Linked DNA regions of Mus musculus: all the other regions are linked to region 6. A link is a contact called in public HiChIP or PLAC-seq and promoter capture Hi-C data. All regions are on one chromosome and are shown on one strand. The core of a region is the stretch at or near the end of the contact, and the rest is flanking DNA. Distances in the headings are between cores, read along the strand shown. Region 1 holds the start of Mast2 (microtubule associated serine/threonine kinase 2). Region 2 holds the start of Toe1 (target of EGR1, member 1 (nuclear)). Region 3 holds the start of C530005A16Rik (RIKEN cDNA C530005A16 gene). Region 4 has its middle 14 kb from the start of Pdzk1ip1. Region 5 holds the start of Tmem69 (transmembrane protein 69). Region 6 holds the start of Mob3c (MOB kinase activator 3C). Region 7 holds the start of Foxe3 (forkhead box E3).

What was found. Promoter capture Hi-C pulls out the DNA fragments that hold promoters and counts their contacts. HiChIP or PLAC-seq counts read pairs in DNA pulled down with a chosen protein or histone mark.
Region 1: a promoter capture Hi-C map of liver shows a contact between it and region 6, with 3 times the contacts expected there. The contact joins the promoter of Mast2 here to the promoter of Mob3c in region 6. A contact is called at or near these places in 2 of 39 promoter capture datasets (both in liver) and 1 of 484 Hi-C or Micro-C datasets (embryonic stem cells).
Region 2: a contact with region 6 is called in a promoter capture Hi-C map of liver, with 2.8 times the contacts expected there. The contact joins the promoter of Toe1 here to the promoter of Mob3c in region 6. A contact is called at or near these places in 2 of 39 promoter capture datasets (erythroid cells and liver) and 1 of 9 other capture datasets (liver).
Region 3: a contact with region 6 is called in a promoter capture Hi-C map of erythroid cells, with 4 times the contacts expected there. The contact joins the promoter of C530005A16Rik here to the promoter of Mob3c in region 6. A contact is called at or near these places in 2 of 39 promoter capture datasets (erythroid cells and liver) and 1 of 9 other capture datasets (liver).
Region 4: a promoter capture Hi-C map of the HPC-7 cell line shows a contact between it and region 6. The contact joins the enhancer-like site here to the promoter of Mob3c in region 6. A contact is called at or near these places in 7 of 39 promoter capture datasets (the C10 cell line, the HPC-7 cell line, cranial neural crest and 4 more) and 4 of 115 datasets of contacts at active chromatin or transcription factors (bone marrow-derived macrophages, differentiating embryonic stem cells, embryonic stem cells and 1 more).
Region 5: a promoter capture Hi-C map of liver shows a contact between it and region 6, with 4 times the contacts expected there. The contact joins the promoter of Tmem69 here to the promoter of Mob3c in region 6. A contact is called at or near these places in 4 of 39 promoter capture datasets (embryonic stem cells, liver and pre-B cells), 1 of 484 Hi-C or Micro-C datasets (CD4 T cells) and 3 of 115 datasets of contacts at active chromatin or transcription factors (bone marrow-derived macrophages, memory CD8 T cells and pancreatic cancer cells).
Region 7: a contact with region 6 is called in an H3K27ac HiChIP or PLAC-seq map of embryonic stem cells, with 5 times the contacts expected there. The contact joins the promoter of Foxe3 here to the promoter of Mob3c in region 6. A contact is called at or near these places in 2 of 39 promoter capture datasets (embryonic stem cells and stem cell-derived epiblast-like cells) and 3 of 115 datasets of contacts at active chromatin or transcription factors (bone marrow-derived macrophages and embryonic stem cells).

Annotation. Positions count from the first base shown.
Region 1 is chr4:116,462,148-116,465,557 of GRCm38.p6, forward strand. Mast2 (microtubule associated serine/threonine kinase 2) reads right to left here and starts at 2,076. Exons shown (of 30, transcript NM_001369061.1): 1 at 1,589-2,076. The coding sequence starts at 1,768.
Region 2 is chr4:116,805,630-116,808,855 of GRCm38.p6, forward strand. Toe1 (target of EGR1, member 1 (nuclear)) reads right to left here and starts at 1,930. Exons shown (of 8, transcript NM_026654.2): 1 at 1,839-1,930; 2 at 988-1,130; 3 at 857-897; 4 at 630-726; 5 at 356-514; 6 at 1-116. The coding sequence starts at 1,890. It overlaps Mutyh (mutY DNA glycosylase), which reads left to right and starts at 2,105. Exons shown (of 16, transcript NM_133250.2): 1 at 2,105-2,142.
Region 3 is chr4:116,596,242-116,599,434 of GRCm38.p6, forward strand. It overlaps C530005A16Rik (RIKEN cDNA C530005A16 gene), which reads right to left and starts at 1,389. Exons shown (of 3, transcript NR_029450.1): 1 at 1-1,389. Ccdc17 (coiled-coil domain containing 17) reads left to right here and starts at 489. Exons shown (of 13, transcript NM_001037916.3): 1 at 489-716; 2 at 792-860; 3 at 1,022-1,127; 4 at 1,197-1,359; 5 at 1,439-1,522; 6 at 1,602-1,720; 7 at 1,933-2,046; 8 at 2,259-2,386; 9 at 2,490-2,584; 10 at 2,720-2,923; 11 at 3,048-3,193. The coding sequence starts at 546.
Region 4 is chr4:115,072,932-115,076,462 of GRCm38.p6, forward strand. No RefSeq gene overlaps it. Among named protein-coding and RNA genes, the nearest start is that of Pdzk1ip1, 14 kb to the right of the region's middle. Within about 2 kb of position 2,035, at least 99 of the 459 cell types and tissues checked have an H3K27ac peak or open chromatin away from gene starts, as enhancers often do. A contact at or near this core is called in the HPC-7 cell line, bone marrow-derived macrophages and differentiating embryonic stem cells, where this site is marked.
Region 5 is chr4:116,554,414-116,557,732 of GRCm38.p6, forward strand. It overlaps Tmem69 (transmembrane protein 69), which reads right to left and starts at 1,530. Exons shown (of 3, transcript NM_177670.4): 1 at 1,460-1,530; 2 at 355-490. The coding sequence starts at 396. Gpbp1l1 (GC-rich promoter binding protein 1-like 1) reads left to right here and starts at 3,245. Exons shown (of 12, transcript NM_029868.3): 1 at 3,245-3,319.
Region 6 is chr4:115,826,239-115,829,542 of GRCm38.p6, forward strand. Mob3c (MOB kinase activator 3C) reads left to right here and starts at 1,842. Exons shown (of 4, transcript NM_175308.5): 1 at 1,842-2,003.
Region 7 is chr4:114,923,912-114,927,517 of GRCm38.p6, forward strand. Foxe3 (forkhead box E3) reads right to left here and starts at 2,156. Exons shown (of 1, transcript NM_015758.3): 1 at 532-2,156. The coding sequence starts at 2,102. The coding sequence ends at 1,236.

The DNA.
Region 1 (3,410 bases), core at 826-3,325, 640 kb after region 6:
TACTTGCTGCTTTGCAAAAGACCTGGGTTTAGTTCGCAGCAGCCACCAGCAGCTCACAACTGTCTGCAACTCTAGTTCCAAGAGATATGACTCCCTCTTCTGGTTTCCAAACTATATGAAGCACTAACATACATGCAGGCAAACACTCATAGCTGCAAAAAAGTGAAAATAAAAAGATCTTTTTTGAAAAGAGGGGAATCGGAGCTGGAGAGTTTCAGCCTCTGGCTGCTCTTCCAGAGGACCCAGGTTCAATTCCCCACCACCCATGTGAGAGCTCCAACTGTATATAGCTCATTACCAGGTAATCTGACACGCTCACACAGAGATACTTGAAGGAAAAACACCAGTGCACATAAAAACTAAAAGTAAATCATAAAAAAACTTAAAAAGAAAATAAGGGCGGGGCGGAATCAAACAGCCTTAAGCACTTTACTGAAGCATGCATTAAGGTCAACCGCACCAGGTAAACTAAGTCAGTAGAGGAAATATATTTCAAAAGTTTTGAACGGGTACTAGAGGGGGATTACACAGTCAGCAGTCTAGAAGCCATGACAAAGACCAAAAGAATCAAGTGGGGAGACAAAAAGCGGAAAATTTTAAAACCATAGGCTAACAGAGTGTAATTCAAAGCAATGATGCATAGGAACATTTACTTTATATGAGGAGCAAGATAGGAGACCTGGAACTTCAAAGCCTCAAAGATGGGGTCTCAACTGGGGTCTGAAGCAAAGCTGTACAAAAGCAATGCTGTCAGGGGAGTTCATTACTACAGAACATTCTTTCTAAAAATCCAACGAGATTACGTATCTTACAAAGTCCCTGTCAATATCGTTTCACTGAACTTCCTTCAGCTGTGAGTAGCAAGTTTATCCTAATATTGGCGACCTTTATTCCCTACTCATAAATACACCTACTATTGTCTACTAAATTACACATCCTGTACATTCGAGAATCCCATGAGTACTTTTACATTTTATCTCTTTTCCCATTAAGGGTAAACTAGAAAGCAGAGCCTTCATCTACAGATTCTCTGTCCACAGCACCGGCCTTGAGACTGGACACATTCAGGCACTTTTTATAGTGGTTTTAAAGTGGTAGATAGTTACTGAGGAGAACGTTAACGATTCTGAATACTTGCTTATAAAAGTATAATGGCCACCAAATGAGAATGCTTGCAAATGCCCCGTTTTTATAACTGTGGGGATAAACTCTAAGACCAGTCAACACTATCAAACTGGCATTTCTCCCTTAAAACTATTCACGCCTCTAGATAACTCCATTTAGTAAACCTACTCTTTGCTGCTCATTCACCCTGCCCACATTCCAGCACCCATTCTCTCCATCCAGAGCCCCAGGCTACCCCCCAAGACCATTTTATTCATTCCTCAGACCCGCCCTACCCCACGTCCAACTGCAACCCCAGGCCCCCACCTTCATTTCTCCACTCCCCTTTCCTCAGCCTCGTCAGACCTCCCACTCCTCCTAACCGACTCAGTAGTCCCCACCCTCACCACCGCAGCCCGATCCTCCCGCGAGGACCCCTCCCCCACGGCGCCCACCCTCGCTGGCGGACCCCAGCCCACCTTACCTGCTCCCTGCTGTCGTGCCCCAAAGGCCCGCTCCGCTCCTCCAGTAGCTGCCTCCCGGGCGGCGCTCGCCGGCGCGGGGGCAAAGACTGCGGCTGGGGCAACTCGGCCGTCCGCGGAGCCGCATCCTCCCGGCGGGCGGGTGGCGGCTGCGGCCGCTCGCGGCAGCGGCTCCGCTTCATCTCCGCGTCTGGGCCCCGCGGGCGTTAGCACCGCGACTGCGCCGGCCTGGCTCGGCCCCGGGCCGCAGCGCTGCCGCGGCAAACCCGGTCCGCGGCCAACATGGCCCGGCGGGCACTTGAAGCCACCCGCACCCGGCCCGCGGTTTCCCCGCGCTTCCTGTGGGCTGAGGCGCCGAGACCTTCCCGGCGCGCCTCACGGAGGCAGCATAGCCGCCGCCGCCGCGCCCTCCGCCGCCCGGCACACGCTCGGCCGGCCACCCGCCGCCGCCGCGGGCTCCGCCGCCAGCCGCCGGCCCGCCAGCCCGCCCGGCCCGCCCCTCGCGCGCGTGCACGGCAAGCCCGCCTGCCGCCCACAGAGCGCGGCCAGCCGTGCACGCGCTGGCGAACGGTCGCGAAGACCCGCCCGCGGCCGCGCCGCGCGCTCTGAAGCGGAAGGGGGCGGGGCTCCCGGCGCGCCCGCGTCGGCTGCAGGACGCCCTTTGATTCTTCCATTCATCCCTTTGGTACACACTGCCTGCCGGACTGAACGCTGTCCAGACTGGGAAAAGACTTCCAACGGGAGGGGGGACACCAACACTCTATTTACCAGCAGATGCTCACCTAGTTCTCCCCTACGCTTCAGAGACTAGTTAGCTCATCCTCATGTTAGAAATAAGGAGACTGAGATGTAGGGAAACGAGCCCAGTCACAGACATATCAATATGTCCCAATAAACCCTCCCATTAGTTGAGGGTTCCCATTCTTGTCGCTCTGTCTTGTTTACACTGCCTTTGACAGTTCCACACAGTGTGACAGTGTGTAAAGTCCTGTAAAAGAAGTGATGTATTCCTTAGGGGTGCGAGACTAAAAAGGCTTTGGAAGATCTGGGCTTCCCACTGACAATGAAGTCATCCTGTAGACACGGTCCAGCCTGCTGCGGCCTGGGCAGCCTGACCTGCCCCTTCCAATGACTCATCTGCTTTAACAACACGTGGCAGACAGCTCAGCCATGCCTGGCCTCCTTCTGGCTTCAGCTAGTCTGCCACAACGCTGTTTTTCCTCTTTTGACCTAACCAGAGTTCATTCCCAGAAGCTTTTCCTGCCTGTTTCATTCATGTATCTTTAGCCTCCTCCCTGAACCCTTTCTGAGCAGTAATAATGACTAATACGATGGAGCCTACTGATTTCAGACACTGCATTCAATTCACATACACATAATGAGGTCATTGCAGTGTTCATTGTACAGTGGAGGGAACGGGGTGAGTTATAGTGCAAAGAGAACTCAAACGAAGGCCTGTGAGGTACCAGAACACACACACATAAGCAGTGTGTGGGACAACCCATGAAGCTATCTTCTACGTTCCCTGTCCCAGGTCCTCCCCATGCATCCAGTTGACTCGGTAGAAACAGAAAGCCATCCTTGGTTCCTTCCTTCTTCTCATCTCTCATATCTAATAATGAACAAGGCCTGTTGGTCTGTAAACTCGATATCTTTCCAATCTGCCTTCTCCTTTCATCCCATTTGTACTAACTTACCCAGCTCCGCCTTCCCTCACCTGTTTAAGTGGGAAATTCTCCCAACTAGTTCCCCTGCATCAAGTCTTATTCTCTTAGGATCCATCTTCCCAAAGACTCTCATAAAAATCTCTGTAATACTGTCTTT
Region 2 (3,226 bases), core at 680-3,179, 980 kb after region 6:
AAATTCTGGTACAGGAACACCAAGTCTATAAGGCCATTATGTAGCACCAGGGGCCGTCGGGCCCGAATCAGTTCAAGGAACAGCGTCCGTACCGACTGGCTCTGGCTCTCATCTCCCTAGGTGGAAGGGGAAGGACAACGATGCCCAGTCAGCACCCAGTCAGCACACTTAACCAGGTTTCCCACTGGGGAAGCACCGCCTCATTATCTAACCCCGCCCTGCCCCTTCCACAAAGGTCTTGTTTCTCGAGCCTTGTCACACACATGTCCCCCACCCCCCACCCCCCAGGCCTATGCAAGCAAGAAATAAACCACACGGGACTCGAACTCAAGGCCAGAGGAAGCTGGAGAGCTACCTTGTCATTGCCCTTATGGTAGGGGATACCCTGGGCGTACTGCCGGTTGAAGTTGAAGCCATGCTGTACCAGGAACTGCACAGACTTCGGTTCTATAACGTACTCCTCTATGCATAGCAGGGTGAGATTGAACACTTGAGCCAAGTAAGAATTTTCACCCTGAAAAACATGAGGATCTACTTTACCAAAAACTGGGAGGAAAAATTTCCACCATTAAGATCTCAACTCTCAGGCCCCATGCCTCCCTCAGACCTGGGATGAAGGTAATTCCTACCTTATCTGGTTGCTGCCTGAAGCAGGCGAGGCCCAGGGACAGGACAGAACGGGTCCTGGCAGCATGACACACGGCCTTGTAACGTTCCTCAATGCACCTTAGAGTTGGGTTTGGGCATGAGTTAGTTTCACAAAGAACCCAAACTACCAGGGCTGGCAGTCCCTAGCTTCTGGGTTGAGACCTACATATTTGTTAGAGCTGGGATCACAGGCAAGGCTTATACTTACTGGTTCAGCAAACTCTTCCTATCCCCGAGCCCACTCAGCTCCTATGGGTGGGTAAAGGAAGTGTGGTTATTTTCCACACCCATCACCAAACACTTCACAGCCACCTGCCCTCCCTTCCTCCCACTCCTCACCGTGTCCACAGCCACAAAGCTAGCTGTCTTTAAGGCTAGCAAGAGTGATGGCCATATCTCCTTGAAGTTGTCACTCTGCACGTCTACCACAGGAACCCGAACCACAAACTCCTCTGCAGGTTGTGTGTTTTTGTTGACACCACCTGGGGATAAGGGCGTTGATGGATTTAGATGGTTTCACAAGGTCCCTGTGGAGCAAACACCAAGCTAGATGTGGGCAAAGGGGTGCCCACTGACAAGCTTTCACTTAAAGATTTTACATCTACCAGCTCTAAACACAAGCTCTGAAATGGGCAGTGCCCTAAATTTGGAAAAAGGGCATCTGTGTCTTTTAGTGCCTTTATGTGGGACTGGGAAATCATTTCTTTTTTGCATCATGATCAGGAGAAAAGTGGACTAGATAACCTTTGAGGATTCTTTATCCTCCAGCCTGTAATCCCAGGACTAGGGAGCATTAGGCTGAAGGACCACGAGTTCAAGGCTAGCCTACAGAGCATGCTCCTATCTCAAACACAAACCGATCCCATAAAGCCACATATACATGATGCCTCAACAGCTACCGGAGTGCTCCAAAGTTAAACCCAAGCTCCACTTACTGTGGACGACTACGCACTCTGGTATTACCGACTGACAACCACCGGCTCCGTCCAAAACACACCACCCATCCCACCTCACTGCTCCACTCTACAACAGTTCGGGTTTTGCAGTTGCACGCGCTGCACACTGGGAGTTGTAGTCTAAGATAGCTGAGGCAAGAAGAACTACAGGCCTGTCTCCGAGCTACCGGGCCGAGGCTTTTCCCTCCCCAGGACCCCTTAGGCTTCTGTGGCCATCCCTGGGGAGCCGCTCACCGTCAGAGGGCGTTGGAACTGGAGGCACATCATCGTCACTGTCCGCGGCCATGACGCCCCTCGCCAGCCTTCTGGAGGTACGCAGAGACTTCCGCTTCGTCTCCAGAAGCGACACGGATCTAGGATGGGGCGGGGTCTCGGCGTCTGGGTCCCGTAGGGTCAACTTCCGTTCCGAGTGGTCGGGCGGGGTGCGGAGCGTGGGCCTTGCGCGCGCTGAGTGTCTATTGGCTGGACGGTCCTACTGACCGAAGCCACGCCCCCTTCGGGGTTTCTTGGGAGCGGCCGGTCGGAGACTGCGCAGGAGGTAATCTGTGCTTTCATTTGTGGTGGCGGGAACGTGGAATCTTAAAATTACAGCCGATCGTTTCACTTACACAAACTCAGGGTTGGCATGGGCAGCGCAGGCTTCTCGGCGCTGGGTTGGGGAAAGAATGCCTCCTGCGCTGAGCTAAAGCAAGCCTAGGAGTTCGGGAGAGAGGGGTGCACGGCCGAGTAAAGGGGTCCTGAGCATGGACACAAGTCCAGAAAGATAAGGAAGTGAGAGGGAAGCGTTCTACAGGACACAGGTAGATAAGTGGTAAAATGACCAGGAACGTTTTAAAGATAATTCACCCAAGTATTAATGTGCACTTGAGTTAAGGTTTTGGTAGGTCTTAATTTGACCTGTAGGTGGTAACAATGTCGGAATTCAGTCCCATCCTAGGAAGTGTTCTCTAGCTCCACCGACCTAGATTTCTCCTTATCTTAAAAGATAAAAGGCTTCAAACTTATCTTTAAAAATTCAGGCTGGGTGGGATGGTGCCTGACAATAATCTCATCCTTCAGGAGGCAGAGGCAGGCGGATCTCTGAGTTCAAGGCCAGCCTGGTGTACTGAGTGAGCTCCAGGGCTGCACAGAGAAACTCTCGTCTCTATAAAACAAAACAAAAAGCAATCTCCACACCTGGAGTGCTGGGTTATAGGTGTGCACAACCACTCTAGTTTGACTTTTTTTTTTTTTTTTTTTTTTGGTTTTTCGAGACAGGGTTTCTCTGTATAGTCCTGGCTGTCCTGGAACTCACTTTGTAGACCAGGCTGGCCTCAAACTCAGAAATCCACCTGCCTCTGCCTCCTGAGTGCTGGGATTAAAGGCGTGCGCCACCACGCCCGGCTAGTTTGACTTTTTAAAAAAGATTTGTAGTGGGCGATGGTGGCGCACGCCTTTAGCCCCAGCACTTTGGGAGGCAGAGGCAGGCGGATTAGGTGGGTTTCTGAGTTCGAGGCCAGCCTGGTCTACAAAGTGAGTTCCAGGACAGCCAGAACTACACAGAGAAACCCGTCTCCAAAAAACAAAAACAAAAAAGGTTTGTTACTATTTTTAATTCCGTGTATGATTTCTGCGTGGGTCCG
Region 3 (3,193 bases), core at 139-2,638, 770 kb after region 6:
CTCATTACTGGAAAGGTTCAGATCATTCCTGTCCCAGAATGGGAATTAGAAAGACTATTCCATTGTGTGGTGTGTTAATTCTGTAAAAGATGGGTTTATGCAAAGACATACTGCTAATATGAGGTTTACCTTGTGCGGAAATGTTCCCTACAGTGGAGAATTCTAGCTTGAAATCTGTCCATTTTAGAGAACAGCTGTGGTACAGATGACAGTTGCCTATCAGAGGCTAAATAGGCAATGAAGTCAAAGCCGCAGTTAATTAAATACTTGGCCAAACTCACTGTAATTGGTGGAACAAACTGACATTTTCACACCTGGGCCCCACCCAAAGGTGGCCAGGCACATTGCCCAGGCCTGCCTAAGCCTGTACTCGCTGCCCAGGGAGCTAGGGCACCTCCCCAAACATAAACATACATTTGAAGGACCTGGCGATTTAGCAGACTTGGTCTATTCTTTGTCCCTTTTCTCTCTTTTCTGTCCAGTCCGCCTTTTCTCTTTTGTCACATCCTCTGTAGGACGCTGGTGTCTATAAGAGATTCCATTCCATGGCCGATTACTCAGGGGAATCAGGACTTTTATCCTGTGAATCCTGTGATATGGTTTTCCGCTCCTGGGCTCTGTTGGCCACACACACCAAACGATTCTGCATTGGCCGGCTGACTCCGGAGGTAACACTTAAATCACAGCCTTCAGTCGCGATCAAACGAGGCACCAAGGTAAGGGCCGCCAGTGGCCAGGGGTAGGTTTTCCATCAATCATTATTCTTACGTTTTTTGCCTCCCCGCCACCAGATCATGGCACAAGAAAAGAGCCGTGATCAGGAAGCCAGCACATCTGCTCTAAAGAGGCTGACAGAGGAGGTACACACCAATCATGACTACAAACTTCAACTTTACATGTGTAGAGATTTACATGCTGGAAATCACCCAGTACAGAAATAGCGGGTCCGAGTTATTTGCAGGTGCAGTTGCTGTCCCTACAGAAAATAGGTCCCCGAGCGACTGAGGGTCTCACTTCCCAGACTGCAGGGAGCCCTGGGGAGAGGCTGCGAGTCTTGCAGGGAACCCGCGCCAGACGCATGGCAGAAACAGAAGCACAGAGCCGGGCGCTGGAGCGTCGCGGCGAAGGTGAGAGGTAAGGACTCGGCCCTGTCGCTGTGCTCGGACTCACCCTGACTCTGCCCATTTGTCCCTCAGAATTAAAACGGCGCCTCCACAGCGTGGCGGGACCCAAGGGAGGATTACCCCGCCCATTCGACTTGGAGCGCGAGCTCAGAGAACTCAAGGAAGAGGCCAACCGGACCCGGGGAGCACTGCAAACGCTAGGTGCGCATTTCCAGGCGCTCCAGCTTCAGCCTCGGTGAGTTGCCGGCCCAGCTTTGGTAGGAGTGCGGGCGGGGCCTTGGGCTCGGGTCAGTGACATCATCTGCTTGCGCCAGAAAACTGCAGGACACCCATAGGGCAGTGGAATTCTGTTACCTGCCCCTGCGGTTCAACCCGGAAACGCTGGCTGCAGAGATCCGGTGAGGACCCCGGCCCTGGGTGGACAGGATCGGGAGTCTGTTCAGTCTGGGAGATCGCTTTCTGCTGCCTTCTTGCTAGGATCCTACGTGAAGCCTACGTGCACGGTGGAGGCCGGGACCCAGAAGTTCTGGACAAAATATTGCAGCTGCAAGTGGAAGCGTCAGCCCTGGAATTGCAGCGGTCGCAAAACCGCAAGGGTGAACGAAAGGGTCTATCATAGAGGGTTTCTACACTGATGGTCCTAGAGTTGGAAGGAGAAAAGGGCTTGAGGGAGAGCACCACTAGAATGGGAGGCACGTAAGCCCAAGGAAGGAAAACCCATTGCCAGATGACAAATCCAGGCTTGTGCAGAAACCCTTAAAGTTGGATTACTACATAATGCTTGACAGATCACTTTAATTCATCTCAGAAAAACTAAGTGCCGCCTCTGAGGAGGTTCTAACGGTGGAAGCCGAAAACAGGCTCCTGGAGGCAGAAATCCTGGCATTGCAGAAGCAGAAAGTCCTGAGTCTGTCGCCCTGGGGTCAGTGAAAAATACAGCCTCTCCCTAGACAATCCCAGGGAACCCAACTCTGAAGGGGTGAAGGGACCAAGTCGGGAGGATGAAGTCCATGTCTGTAACGTGTTTCTGTCAATACAGCTATCTTTGTATCTTTGGTTTATGAGCCTGTACTCCCTCTGACTTACTCAGTTTGCTGCTTCCTCCAGCTCAAGCCACTTTGTTGTTGTTTCTAGGATCCAGGGATCTCCCCGGACACCTGAGTAGGTGTGATAACTCCCTCCTCCCTCCACTGGTTGCACCCCCAATACCACAACTTACAAGTTCCACAAAAGCCCAGAACTTCCATGGCACTTCAAAGACTGTGAGAAAGACAGCATTCGGGGTTGATGGCTGGCTTGACATGCAGTTTGGGGATCATGGGCAGATTGCAGTTCTGTAGGACTGAACTCTTTTGTCCACAATAGATACTTAATGGAACCATGACAAGAAAAATGGGTCTGGATCTCCACTTCCTCCTACCTGCATCAGATGTTCTAGGTCCAGCACCCTATGATCCTGGGTGAGGCCTGCTCCCTCCTTCACAGCATTTTTGAATGCTGACATTTATGGAGACCCACCAACCGCCATCCAGGCTTAAAGTACTGGCCGGGTGGAGGAATTAGGGGCTCTGTGTACATAGATTTGTATTCTTCAGGGCTGGCCTTGTCATTTTCTATGACTTCCTGCGGGGCCTTGACACTTCTTGGATATGGGTACAGCTAATGACCAGCTTGGCCCGGAATGGACAAGATACAGGAGGGACCACAGCATTACCTCCAGCCCTTTGCTTGCCACAACCTTCAGCTCCTGGACCTATGGGCAACTGTGCTATCCTAGCAAGCAAGCAGCCTGTGCCCAGGTTAGTAGGTATAGGTCATAAAGGCTGCACCTTACTAGGTCTGATCTGTACACTGGGCCCAAGAGCAGCCCTACAACAAACTAGGGACTTCAGCTAAATACTCGAACGTGATTTTGTTTCACAGGCTGCCTCCATCACCACTGGTATCTTTGATCTGTGAACTACAGGCCTGGCATGGAGTTACATGGGCACCACAACCAAAGGCTTGGGCCTCACTATTGCTATTTGACCAAGATCTGAGGGTGCTTAGGGGCCGTTGGCGCCTCCCAC
Region 4 (3,531 bases), core at 785-3,284, 750 kb before region 6:
TTAGCTTCTATCCATCTACAGGGAGAGGGTAGGATTCAGCCTGAGTGTCAATATCTGATCCAGCTACTGGGAAGCTCCTCAGATATGCCTCTCTTTGGCCTAGGACAAGGATGGTAGGATTTGGCCTTGGGGAGGGGAGAAAAATGGATATTTAGGCTTATAGACCTGAGGAACTATCATGATAGGAGAGAAAGAAAGAGGACAGAGAAGGAAGAATAGTGTTTGGGGTGGAGGAAGTGGCCAGTATGCTCAGTACAACTGAGGGGCCATGCACGGAAAGGCTGAGTTAACTGGTTTGAGGCAGCTGGTGACTGGAAAGAGCTGCAGAGAGGAGTGAATAGAGGTAGTGACCTGAGGACTCAGAGATGTCACTTCCCATCTTGTAAGATTTTCCTCAGGAGAAATGAAGCTTTCCATGTAATGGTGACAAAGAGAGCCCGAGGATTCTGATCACTCCCGGAGTTCATCGATGGGGCAGAGACCCAGAGAGAAAATGTCTTCTCAAGCCTTGTATCTCAGAGTGGTGTGTAGGCAGGCCCATTCTCCCTGTCCCAAGAAAATGTTGTCTCTGAAGCCCAGAATCCCTGACTCCACAAGGGAAGAAAAGTGCCCTGAGGCCTGGCCTGAGGTGTTTTGCTGATCTGTTCCCCTTTATTTCTTACCACTCCATTTGTGTGTGTGTGTGTGTGTGTGTGTGTGTTTGCTTATTTGTTTTTCTGAAACAGGGTCTCATGTGGCCTCAAACCCACTAAGTTGCTGAGGCTGACTTTGAACTTCCGATCTTCCTGCCTCTGTCTCCAGAGTGCTGGGATTACAGGTGTGCACTAGAATACCAGGTTTATTCAGTGACAGGAGCTAAATCCAGAGCTTTGTGCATATTAGGCAAGCACTCTACAACCAGACTGCATCCCCACCCCACGCCTCACTCTTTTGTGCCTACCGTACTAGCTTTCTTCCTTTTTGTTTTAGACTGTTTTATTGGTTTTTGACTCCCAGATGTTGAATTTTGGTTTATTTTTCACATAACAGCCCATCTTCCTCTTTGCCCACTCTCATTTGGTTGAATTGTCCCTGAAGTCCAGGAAGTTTTCCTGACTCCATGGGACTGGGTGCCTCCTTTGCATCCCCATGGGACCCCAGGTATGCTGGCCCTTCCTGCCCTAACATTTGCTTATTTAGTTGCTTCTTCACTGAAACACAAACCCCTCAGAGCTGAAACCAAGTCTGATTAAGCCCTCTGCACCAGCACCTTAGGGTACAGACACTCGGTTCTTTCCCCACTGGCCATGAACAGCCCTTCTCCTCCCACTGGCTCTCTATTTTCTCTCTGGGCCTGGCGTCTGACCTGGCATCTGGCAAGGACCTGAAAGGCTGGTATAGAGTGGTGAAGACCAGGCATGGAGGCTATGGATCCAGTCAGCTGTCTGGCCTCCTCACGCCGGTCCCTACCTGCTTCCTTTTTAATAAAATAAGTGTGTGTTCCTCAGAAGCTGTCACTGTGTCATTAGCTTCCTCGCACCCCCTACCCGGACACACCCCCCTGCCCATGTAAACCTGTTACCTATTCACAGAGCTTAATTGTCATGAATCTAAGTAAAGGGTTACCCAGGGGAGGTGACACAAAGCCCTGAGTTGGAAGGGGCTTGAGCAAGGTGAAGTAGGTGTGAATTCAGGGCGACACCCAAGGTTAGAGATCCAGACCACATAGGAAGGTCAGGAAATAGAAGAGGAGGCCAGTAGACAGCTAGAGTTCATAGAGAAAATGGCTTTACTTTCCTTATGGGCAAGAGGGCTACACAAATTTAGGCCCAGGACAGGTGGTGGTAGTGAAGAGCTTGCTGGCTGGAGGACTGGCTCTGTGGATGACCATGGGGACAGTGAGGAAGGACAGTTGGTGTGGAACAGTTGGTGAAGGGAGTAACTGGGGCCTGGGTGGAAGTGAGAAGAAAAGAGCAGCCAGGCTCTGGAGGAGCTTGGCCTGGTCAGAATCACTTGGGGCTTAAGGGCTTAAGTATTGCTACTGGGTGTGCTGGCTTGTGACTTTGAGTGAGTCACTATCATTCTGAGGTTTGGTTTCTTTATCTGTTAAACAGAGATGTTAACAGTCATCTTCCAGGACTGTCATGGGACTTCAGCATAATATATGCAAAGTATCTGTGTTTCATTAAAAAATGATTCTATAGAAAGAGCTACGGAAATATCTATAAGAAAGCATTCTTTTTCCAAGAAACAGGACCAGGAGGGATGGGACTGTCCTAACAGAAGAGACGAGGGAAGGACATGAGTGTGAGGGAATATTAATCCCTCACTCAACAGCAGGACTTTTGTGTGCCTGTCTTATGTCAGGAAAGGAGGGGTAGCCAGTCTTGACCACCCATTTTGACTTCAGAGGCTGGAGAGCAGAGTGGAAGCTGGGAATAGGAAGGAATCCTAGAGGCAAGTGCTATGGGAGGAGCTTAGTGGTGTGGTGTGGGCAGCCTAGCTCTGACAGTAAAGTCCCTGAGCAAGTTGTGCTGAACTGAACTGTCCTGAGGGGCAAGGTTGGGAGGTATCTGGGAGATTTCACATTCTGTCTTGAGCATTACCTAGTTTTCAGTGGTGGAGCGGGCTGGTCCAGGAATGCTGGCTTCCTCCTGGGCCCCATACTCTTGCCAAGGCTACCTGGGGTGAGGCAATGCTCCCCCACCTCACTTTGCCTTCCAGCTCCTACTTAAGCTCTCCCCACTGGTTTGCTCTGAGGCCTGCCCCTCCCCAGCTCCTGGGCTTTCTCTCCACACAATAACAGGATGTGATCTTCGAAGAGAGGAAGTGGGGGAGGACTGCTGTGCCGATAGCAGGGAAGGAGGGGGGCTTCTGACTCTCCCCTCTCCAGCCCTCCTTTGCTCTGTAGGCCAGCCCCTGCAGCTCCTTGATCCCCCTAAGCCCTACCTCAAGCTTCTATCTGAGACAAGTAGGGATGAAGGGTCTTTAGGCCCATGTAGGACTGCTTGCCTATGGAGAGACATGCCTTGGCCACACCGTCTTCAGGATCTACCTTCTGGAGAGACTTGCTGGCCTAGCTTTAGATGCTGGGTTGTTTTCTGCCCGGAGCTGCTGGAGTCTAAGGGTGGGCAGGTGGGTCATTCTGTAGGGCTCCATCTGTCCAGTGCACTCCCAAGTCCACACGAGCATGATTCAGTGCAGGGAGTGCGTGATAGCATCAATCTAAAGGTCTATGTCAAATGCTGGTTTGGCTTGCACAGTGTGTGTCAGGCTGCAAAAATGGACAGTGAAATCCAGAAAGACAAGGAGCATGAGGAAGGAGCAAGGCTAGGCTGGAACCCAGCACTAGGTCATTGGGTTACCGCCTCTTCGAGCCAGGGATGTTCTTAGAACTTCCAAAGTTGATGGGAAAGTTTTAGATCTTCCCTGTCCAGTATGACAGCCATTAAACACATATAGTGTTTGAAGGATGACTAACACACCAGTGAGCTTGTCACTTTGTTTAATTTGAATGAACTTAAATGCAAAGGATCATGTGTAGCCATTGGC
Region 5 (3,319 bases), core at 280-2,779, 730 kb after region 6:
TTCGAGACAGGGTTTCTCTGTAGCTTATTTATTGGTTTTTCGAGACAGGGTTTCTCTGTGTAGCTCTGGCTCTCCTGGAACTCACTTTGTAGACCAGGCTGGCCTCGAACTCAGAAATCCGCCTGCCTCCCGAATGCTGGGGTTAAAGGCATGTGCCACCATGCCCGGCTTCTCTCTATTCTTGATATTCCCTATTCTCTTTCCCTGATGTATAGTACTCCATAGCAGTTATTATTTGACATAGTAAATATTTTACTTATTTATAATTTGCCCATTGTTTTCCTTCCTCACTTGAATACATATTTCTATATCTGCCATAGCCAAACAGTTATTGACAAATAGTGCTCAACTAACCTTTGAAGATGCTCCAGAAACTTTCTGGATGAAGTGTAGCATTCTGGTTTCTGCTCAGGGTTTTGTCCAGGGAAAATGCAATTCCGATTCATATATTTTTATAGTTGAGGGGGATGGCTGAATTTGAAGCAACGCCCTATACATAAAACAAGATATCGCTTAATTGTATACATTTTATACATTTATAAGAAGTCGTTGCTGGGCAGTGGTAGTGCACGCCTTTAATCCCAGCACTTAGCATTGGGAGGCAGAGGCAGGCGGATCTCTGAGTTCAAGGCCAGCCTGGTCTACAGAGTGAGTTCCAGGACAGCCAGGGTTATACAGAGAAACCCTGTCTCAAAAAAAACCCAAAACAACAACAACAACAACAAAAAGTCAAGAAAATCTCTTCGATGAAACATAATTTATTTTGATTTATTTATGTATTTATTTGCCAAAGTGTCACATATTAAGGAAATACGTTTTGTGCTGTTTTTGTTTTCTGAAGAATAATTTTAGTTTTGGCTGTTTGGTTTAATAAAAAGAGCAATGTGAAACTGAACATTTGGATTTAGCAAACATCTCTACCACTTCTTAGGCACCAGTGCCTCATCTTTAAAACTGACAGTTATACCTTTTGTTCCCAATAATCATATATTCTCTTTAGTTATTGTGTACTCGGGGCTGTGGAATTTTTACACTATAAATGAGAGCAGCCACAAATATCGCTTTGTTGTGAATCAAGCAATGTAATTAAATGTTTTCCATATATTCTCCACCTTTTGGAATTCAGTAACCAGTGGAGCACGTGTTTTCTAATTTTGGAGGATTATAATCAGGCTGAAGCCCTGAGACAGAAGCTGATGTGGAGATTAAAAAACTAAAAGCCGTGGCCAACTCGCTCATTCCACGAAAAAAAAAAATGACCAAATGTTTTCATTTCGCCAACGCAACTACCACAAACTGGAAGCTCCTAGCTGACATTTTAGCGACACGAGCGGAATTTAGACACAAAAGGTCCTTAAGACGCGTGGGGTAACTATACATCTATATACCAATACCAATCCTTAGTGACCCCACCACCACCTCCTTCCCAAAGTGTACCCTTGACAACCCTGAAACGTACTTGCCACCATCACACGGCGCAAAAGTTGAACAAATTCAACCAGAAACACCGAAACAACACTTCCGGCAACTGGAATCACACAGCCCCCCCACTTCCTGAGTGCAGGAAAATGGGTCCGGATGGGAATTAACGGTAGCAAGTTCCGACTCTTCTCTTTCCGTTTTTGAATGCTTCCCTCCCTCAGTTATTTTACATTATTTTTAATGTGGATGTTCATGCATGTGCCCACTCAGGCGAGAGGCTTGGATTCCCCACAGTATAGGTGCTGGGAGCTGATCTGAGGTTCTCTGTAAGAGCAGTAAGTGCCTTTAACCACAGAGCTGAGGGCTAGTCTAAAATATTCTAATTGAAGTCAGCTTTCAGATACCTTACAAGTCTCTGTTATGGGATCTCTAACCAGTTTAACACACACACACACATATTCAGGAAGTAGAGTACAATTTCTGAAATAACCCCCAGTAACAGTAGTGGAAGAAGCTAGGAGGAGACTTGGAGTTGGCTGATTTGGCCTACGGAATTATTTTATTTTTTTAAAGGCAGGATTGCCTGGAACGCTTAACTTGCAAAACAACGTTGTTGAGTCGACTGGACACATCTTCCTCCGCATTTGAGTCCTTTATTACTACCACTGGGCGAGAAAGAGGTGTTGATTTTGTTTTTACCTTATTCTCTATTACCTAGAAATTACATTGAGGAATACAGAAGACTGGGGCCCAACATTCAGAATTCTATGAATCAAAGTGTGGCGTTAGGGGCATTGAGCTTGAAGGTCATCCAGGAAGTAACATTGTTGAATTTATCCTCTGTGTGATTTATTCTAAGTCTCCTCTCCCACCCCCAACCTGCCATCTGTCGACCAAAAGGAACAGCTACCAAGTACTTCGAGCGTTCTTGGCTCCTTGTGTAAAAAGCTGAAGACAAAAAGGAGAGTTCATTTACGTAGGGACTCCTTTTTGACTACTTCCTCCATTCTAAGCAGTAAAACTAACTTCCTGAAACATTCGTTTTTAGTGAGACGCTGTCCGCCAGTTTTATTACCTTCTCTGGCAAGGTTGTACGGTCCCTTCCTGTCGTGCAATAGCCAAGAGAGTGCTTATAGACTCTTTTGGGGGTTTATTAGCAAAGACTGGGCTGGAGCAGATTTCAACCCTCCATTCTGGCGGCTCCGTGACGCCTGCAATGCCCATGAACTACAACTCCCGGCAGGTAGTGCGCCCACACCGCCGCGCATGCTCTAGTCCGGAGGGGCGGGAGTATGTGTGTGTCTATGGCTTGCCTAGGACTGTAGTTTCCACGGCGCGCGCCTGTGAATGGAGGGGCAAAGGTGTACAGGGCTCGGAAAACACACTCTTCCGCTACTTGTTTGACAATTCTAGTAGTTGGCGAAGCATCTGGTTCACAATCGAGGTGTGAGAAGGTGAAGAAAGAATGGGTGGGGGAAGAACTGGTACAAATATATCCTCCCATATTCACGTGCTCCCAGGCCGGAGGACCCGGCTGGGAGCTTTAAAGGGGCGTGCTGAATTCGGCTGGTCCTCGCCCCAAGAGCGGCACAAGGAGAGGCGAAGGCTTTGCGGAAGGGAGAGTGGACCGACCGGCGTCGCGCCGAAGGGCGCCGGGGGCGGGGCGGGAAGTAACCGCTGCAGGAGCAGCCCAACGTTTCCAGAGCGAGCCGCGGGCGCCCGGGCGGGGTCACGAAAGCTGGAGCTCACGCCTGCGCGTGCGCCGGTGCTAGTGGGCGTGAAGGAGGCGGGCCGAAGCGGCAGAGGGAGGGCCCAGCCGGCCGTCGCTCCTCCTCCACCCGCTCTGCCCCCTCCTGGGCCTTGTGGGCCGGGCAGCCATTTTGGGAAGAGCTTTGTT
Region 6 (3,304 bases), core at 592-3,091:
CTCATACATAAATAAATTTAAAAGAAAGGAAGAGAGAAAGAGAGGAAGATAGAGAGAAGCCCCTAGTCAAAGATGAGTCCTCAGTTCTAACCTAAAATTCTTTTTTAAAGAGGATTTATTTACTTTATGTATATGAGTACACCATTGCTCTTTCCAAACACACCAGAAAAGGGTGTCAGATGGTTTTGAGCCACCATGTGGTTGCTGGGAATTGAACTCAGGACCTCTGGAAGAGCAGTCAGTGCTCTTAACGGCTGAGCCATCTATCCAACCCCTAACCTAAAATTCTTAAGGATCTAAGTGTGTTCTCATGTGGTTGAGAAAGCAGACCCAGAGCCAGGGAATCCAATGGAGCAGTTGTGTCTCAGTATAAAGCCTCAGGCTCCAATGTCTCCGCAGTCACTCCTTCTCGCTTTCATGTCCTCCGGGATGTCTTCGGCAGCCCAGCTGCCTGCCTTGGCCTTCTGTGGTACTTACTTTTTATGCTGTAACAAAATACTAAGGAAAAGCTTTTTGTTTTGGCTCACAGTTTGAGAGTGCAGTCCACCATGGTAGGGAAAGTATGTCAAGACAGGCTCTAAGCTGTGACAGCAAGAGTCTGGAACAGTGGTGAAGAAATGGAGGTGGATGGACACCTGTGCTCTATTGGCTCCCCCACCCTCACCCACCTTTCTGTTAGTTTAGTTCAGGATGGCAGGAGACACATTCAAGGAGAGCCAGTCCTCCTCAGTTAAACAACCCCTTGGGAATACACACTCCCAGAGAGGCGACTCCTTGGTAGTTCCGAAGCTAGTGAAGCTAACAATGAAGGTTAACCATAGCACTCACCTAGTAGAACTCTGTCTTCAACCTCCTCACCCTAGGCAGATCCTGCAGACAGGTTCCTGGGGCCAAGCCATGGTATGCATTGAGCACTGATGTGGGATAGCAGCCTGTTTCCAGGGGAGGAATCTAGGTAGAAGAGTGGGTAGTGTAGATCAAGTATGCAAAGGTTTGGAGCCAGATGGAACAGGCTGGGAGAGAAGCCATTCTAAAGAACAACAGAGACAAAGGAAGATAGGAAATGGGTAACTTTGGATGGTGTGAGAGTCTACAGAACCAGAACCAGGTGCAAGGAAGGCGAGGTCTTCTTTGAACATTCTTTGGGAATGTTTCTGTCTGGACTGACCCAGTCCACGGCTCCCATACGTGTGCTATTCATTTAAGTGTTTGGTTGTTTTGGTTTGGTTTGGTTTGGTTTTGGTTTTGGTGTTTTGTTTTGTTTTGTTTTGTTTTGTTTTGTTTTGTTTTGTTTTTAAGAGAGAGAGAGACCATCTTACCACCTAGCCCTGGCTAGCCTGGCTGGCTAGCAGCCTGGAACTCAAAGATTTGCCTGCCTCTACCTCGCTAGTGTTGAAATTAAAGACATGCGCCATCCACCAGCAGCAGCCTCCAGTGGTGGGTTTTGAGTTGCTCTGTATGGCAGTGGACTGAAGCTGAACACATTGGCTGCTAGGAACTTTTATTGAATTCAAAGACAAGTGAAGCTCAGATAACTGCAGGAGGGCTAGGAAACCATTCAAACCACAGCGGTTTTTCTTTCTGCTTCAGGCGGAAGCTAAACTTGTTCCCATTCTACAGCCTATGAATCTGAGGCTATCTCCTTAGGGAAGATCCAGGCGGTCCTTTGGGGCGGCTCCTCAGTTAGTCCTTTGCCCTCGGGGAGACAGCGAGCCCGATCGGACTTCCCACTTCCCGGAAAGGCTAAAGAGAAGAGTAAGTATCCTGGGACGGGGGAGTCCCTTTCCCCGCCCCTCCCCGCCCCGTGGCCGCGGCGTGGCTGAGCCTGGGGCGGAGCTGGCGTCTCCTCGAGCACTGGCGGCGGGACGGCGGCCGCGGCCCAGATCAGACTGGTGGGTAGACGCTGAGACCCGCACGGCGGGATCACAGGCCGGAGGACGACCGGCGCGTTGCGGTGTGGCCGCAGGGACAGAGACCCGGAGCTGTCCACTCAGGCGGAGCGGGTGAGTGAGCGCCGCGTCTCCGCGCCCCCCAGGGCCCAGTCTTGCTTCCACTTTTAGTTCTTCTTGGTCCTCGCGTGGCACCTTCTGGAAGCGACTCCGGCCCAAAAGCAGGCTGGCCACAGTCCTCAGCCCAGGGTCCGAGGCTCTCAGTGTCCGAAGTCCGGGGTGGGGGTGGCGGTAGCTGGCGGTGGTGGGGGGCGTGTCTTCAGGAGCGGAAATGTCAGGCTGGCTCCTCTGGGTCCTAGGACCTGTTTGGCCCTAACAGCTGAAGCTAAGGGGAGGTTCTTAGGAGCTCGCGGGAGGTAGGGGCGGGTCTGGCTGGACAGCGCTGCGTCTGTCGCTCCCTCTTTCTCTGAGAATCTCAAACTTAGATCTTGTCCCGCAGGGCGTGCTAGGCTAGATTCTGAGTTCAAACTGGGACCATCTTCTGGCTGATTCTAAGCCAGACTAAGGAAGGAGCAGGTGTGTCCCTGGCAGGGGACGAGGTAAGACAAACAGGCAGTGTCAGTCAGCCTGTGCTCTTCATCTAGGAAGATTAAATGCTTGGTCACGGAGTAAGCAAACCACTGACCACCTACCTAGTAATTAAAGTGGGGGGTCCACAGGGAAGAGGAAGAGAGGCTCCGTGTGAGGCTGGGAGAGGATAGTGCTAACAGACGGGATGCCCTCTTAGCTTACCTTCCGTACTCACCTCCAAGTTTACTCTTTCTAGGAAAAGTCCTGGGGCCTAAAGTTCTATACTAAGGAGGTGGGGCCTCTCTACTCCCTTCCTTCACAATTATCTATATCAGGCCAGTGGCCAGACAGCAGGAAAGGGACACTTTGTACCTTGTCATAGGCTGAGTCCCTTTTTATACCAGTCCCCTACTTCTAACTTGCTGTGCAAATTCAGGCTCCTCAAATCCTCCTCCTAGGCCTCAGTTTCGCCATCTGTTCATGTGGGACGTACCACTTGACCTCTCAGCTATCCCAACGTGTGTGTGTATGTGTGTGTGTGTGTGTGTGTGTGTGTGTGTGTGTGTGGTGCTGTGGGTATATGAAGATGGGCATGCAGAGATGGAGGCCCAGAGCTGATATCAGTTCTTTCCCCCTCACTTTTCATTTATTGAGAGGCAAGATTTACTTTCAAAACTTAATTACATTTATTTATGTGTGTCCACACACTTGCTCATGCATGCACGTATGAGCTCGGGAACACACACATTTATGTGCGCATTACAGTGCACATGTGGAGGTCAGAGACAGTTTGTGGGAGTGCTCTCCTTCCACCATGTTGGTCCCAAGAATCAAACTCAGGCAAG
Region 7 (3,606 bases), core at 906-3,405, 900 kb before region 6:
AGCAGGGAGCTTTATCTTTTAGGCTGAGCCCCCAGCTTGAGCCAATTGCTTCTCCTCCATCCGTGTGAGGATTCTGTTAAGATGCTGAGTCTGATGATTTAATAGGTCTGTGCTGGGGTCTGAAATCCTGCATTTCTAGCAAGGATCCAAGTGATAAGGTTCTGTGGACCTCATTTTGAGGAATGGACATTTCTCTTTGCTGAGAGGTGATGAGTGGATTAATGCTAATTAATGTACTTCCTTTTACTGTGGTACCAAGTACGAAAATGGTCTCAAGGGCCAGGCAACCTGCTTTCTAAATGCACTCAGCCACCCATACCCCATTTCATCTCTACCATCTATGAGATGCAGGTGGAAGATTTTGACCAGGCCTACTGTGTGGAATCACTCCTTGGTGCTACTTCAGGAGAATCTGCCTAATGACTTAGAAGGAGAGTCATCCCACATGGAATCCCAATGAGGCAAATGTCACCCACCATCTTTCCCAGCAACTCCCAAGTTCCCAGCCAACACAACAAACCCAGAAAAATGTTTCTTTGTTTTTGTTTTAATTAAACCAGCTTTGATTGAAAAATAACCATAAACAGATAAGTTCTGTGCTTTCCATGGGGTGGAGCAGCCACAGACTCCCATTAATTCCCCATTCAGTCAGGAGATCCTGGTGCCGAGTAACCTAGAAAATCTGAAGAACTGTTCAGAGCAGAGCCCTCAGGTGAGTCTTTGTCGGAGACAGGCTCGGTAAGAAAACAAGCACAGACTGTAAACCTAGGGCAGGGAACAAATTTGCCAAACTTATCGGTAAATGGAGGAAGATGGGGTAGAAGTAATGAACCCAGGAGTCTGACCTCTGATGTGTTGGCAAAACATCAGAGATGGAGGAGGTGCCTTGGAACGAAAAGTTTCCACAGACTGGAACTCACAGGGACATTTGGGGCTGGGGCTGGAGTTCCAAAGCACCGGATTTGGCAGTGCAAGGGTGCTTATGTGGGGAGCACAAGTAAAGGGAGGAAAGACCTCAAATTGGAGAGGGCGCTTCAGTCTGGTGGTGAGACAGCCAGGGTCTCCCCAGGGATGGAGGAGGGCAGGGAAGGCTTAGCCCCAAGCAAGGCTCGGGGACCCAGCGAATTGCGCCACGCTGCGGGCGGGCGGGTACGGGTACCACGGACAAGCTCGCACTGCTCCAGCGCAGGCCGGGGCAGAAGGCTCCACCAGGCGCTCCCGCAGCGGAAAGCGACTCACAGGTAGCGCTCCAGCCCCGGCGCGAAGCCCGGCTGTCTCAGGTAGGCTTCCCCGGCTCCGAGCGGCCCGAGCGCGCCGGCCGATCCCGCCAAGGCCAGGAGAGGCTGGGCGGGCAGCGGCGCGGGTAACCCCAGGCGCTCGGACGCTGGCGAGTAGAGCGGCGGCGAGGCTGCGGCGGCACAGGGCGGGAAGGCGGCGTCGGGCGCGGCGCAGCAAGGCGGCTCGGGCGCCACGGGTCCCGGCGGCTCAGGCTGCAAGCCCAACAGGCTGTCCAGGCGGAAGAGGCGCGCGGGCGGAGCGGACGCGGGTGCTGGCGGGGGCGGGAAGGGCGCATAGGGGAAGGGCGGCGGCGGCGGCGGCGGTGCGGGCAGCTCAGCGCGCTTGAAGCGCTTGCGGCGCCGCAGGAAGCTACCGTTGTCGAACATGTCAGCGGCCGCGGGATCGAGCGTCCAGTAGTTGCCCTTGCCCGGATTGCCCGGCTCGCGCGGCACCTTGACGAAACAGTCGTTGAGGGTGAGGTTGTGGCGGATGCTGTTCTGCCACTTGCGCGGGCTGTCGCGGTAGAAGGCGAAGCGCTCGGTGATGAAGCGGTAGATGGCTGCCAGCGTTAGACGGCGGCCGGGAGCGTGCGCCAGGGCCATGGCAATGAGCGCGATGTATGAGTAGGGCGGCTTCCCACGCTGTAGTGGCCGCCGCCGTCGCTTCCCCGGGCCAGGCACGGCCGTGGGCTCGGCGTCCCCACCGCCCACCACTTCCTCCGGTTCGCGCCCCGGTTCGGCTCCCGCCAGCGTCGGCAGCTGCGGCCCGGACGGCGTGAGCGAGGGCAAGGCCGGGAAGCCCGAGAAAGCGACTTGCGCATCCATGTGCGGGGGGTGGGGGTGGGGGTCCTAGGGATGCGGAGTCCCTGCTCGCGCCCCGGAGAGCGGGGGTCGCAGGTTCGCCTTATATGGACACACACACTCCCACCTCCCGAGGAGAGGGCCCTGACCTGCCCTCTAATTTGCTTTCCCAGCCCCCTTCCCGGGCTGGCAGCCCACCTCTGTTTCTCCCCCTCCCTTGGTCTAGTCCCTCTGGGTCAATTTTTTTCAGACCCTCCCTCATCCCTGAGTCAGTCTCTGGGCCCCATCCCCATCCCGTGGTATTTGGTAGTACTGCTCCCATTACCCCCGCCCCTTTGGGTCAACCCCAATTACAAACACACCCATTCAGCACACTCTACTGCCCTCTCCCCATTTTGTGCCTTGTAGAGGTCAGATCCCCCTTAGCCTTCCCCATGCTTCTAGTTCCCGCTCCAGCAGTCTTTGCTAGCCTCAGGCATCCTATGTAGCTGGTCAGGGAGGCATCAGGCTCCTTTGGACAGCAGAGAACCAGAGTGAAGATGATGGAAGACAGCAAGACAGCGCAGAACCAGGCTGCCTTTGTTGCAGGGGAAAATGTTTAGAAGCCCTAACTCCTTTCCCTGCTGCACCCCCTTCATCCTTATCCATCCCTGACTCCAGGGAAACTTGTTTCAAACATACATAACTCCACCTCTCCCCCCCAAAAGGCGCATACCCCCCCCCACATGCTTCCACTGAAGGCAGGGCTGAGCGAACTGCTTTCTGATGTAGCATTATCAGTGGGTAGAGAGAGGGGAGAGTTTTTGTTAAAATGCCCCACCAGCACACAGAGAGAGCCAAAGGCGGAGAAGCCTTGTTCTTAAAGCAGGCAGACTGACAAGATCAAGGGAAGTAGAGGCAGAGCAAGGAGCACAGAGACAAGAGAAGGTCTTACTGTGACAAGTCCCAGAGGCACTTACTGCCAAGGTCTTGTGAGTACAGCCAGCCCTTGAGAAAATTTGGGCACCCATCAGACTCCATCTCTGATGAAGCATATCTTATCCCTTACCTCGAGAGGAGAGGGCTCGGACCTGCCCTCTAATTTGCTAGTCTAGTGCAGATGCCCAAAGCTAGATTCAGGTGGCCTGTAGCCAAGGATGCAAAATCCAAATTCAAGCATGGGGCTCAAAGACTCCCCTCCTGTACACAGCTGATAACAAATCACAGCTACCACTGTTTAGCATTTTGTATTTGGTAAATACTTATAGTATTTCACTGGCATTTAAGCTCCACTGGGCGGTAGTACTATCCCCGTTTCTTGGCTGAGGGAACAGGTGCTCTGAGAGGTAAAGTAGTATACCTCGACTCCCACAAGGTACACTAATAGTGGCAGAGCAGAAATGAAACCCTGTGGTCAGAGCACTACCCATCACTGCTCTTCTAATGCCTTTCCTTACAATGGAAGCTTTAGTCCAGCATAGTGGCATGCATGTGTGGTCCCTGCACTGGAGAGACTGAGGCCACTTATAGGCTAGGCTAGGCTAGGTTA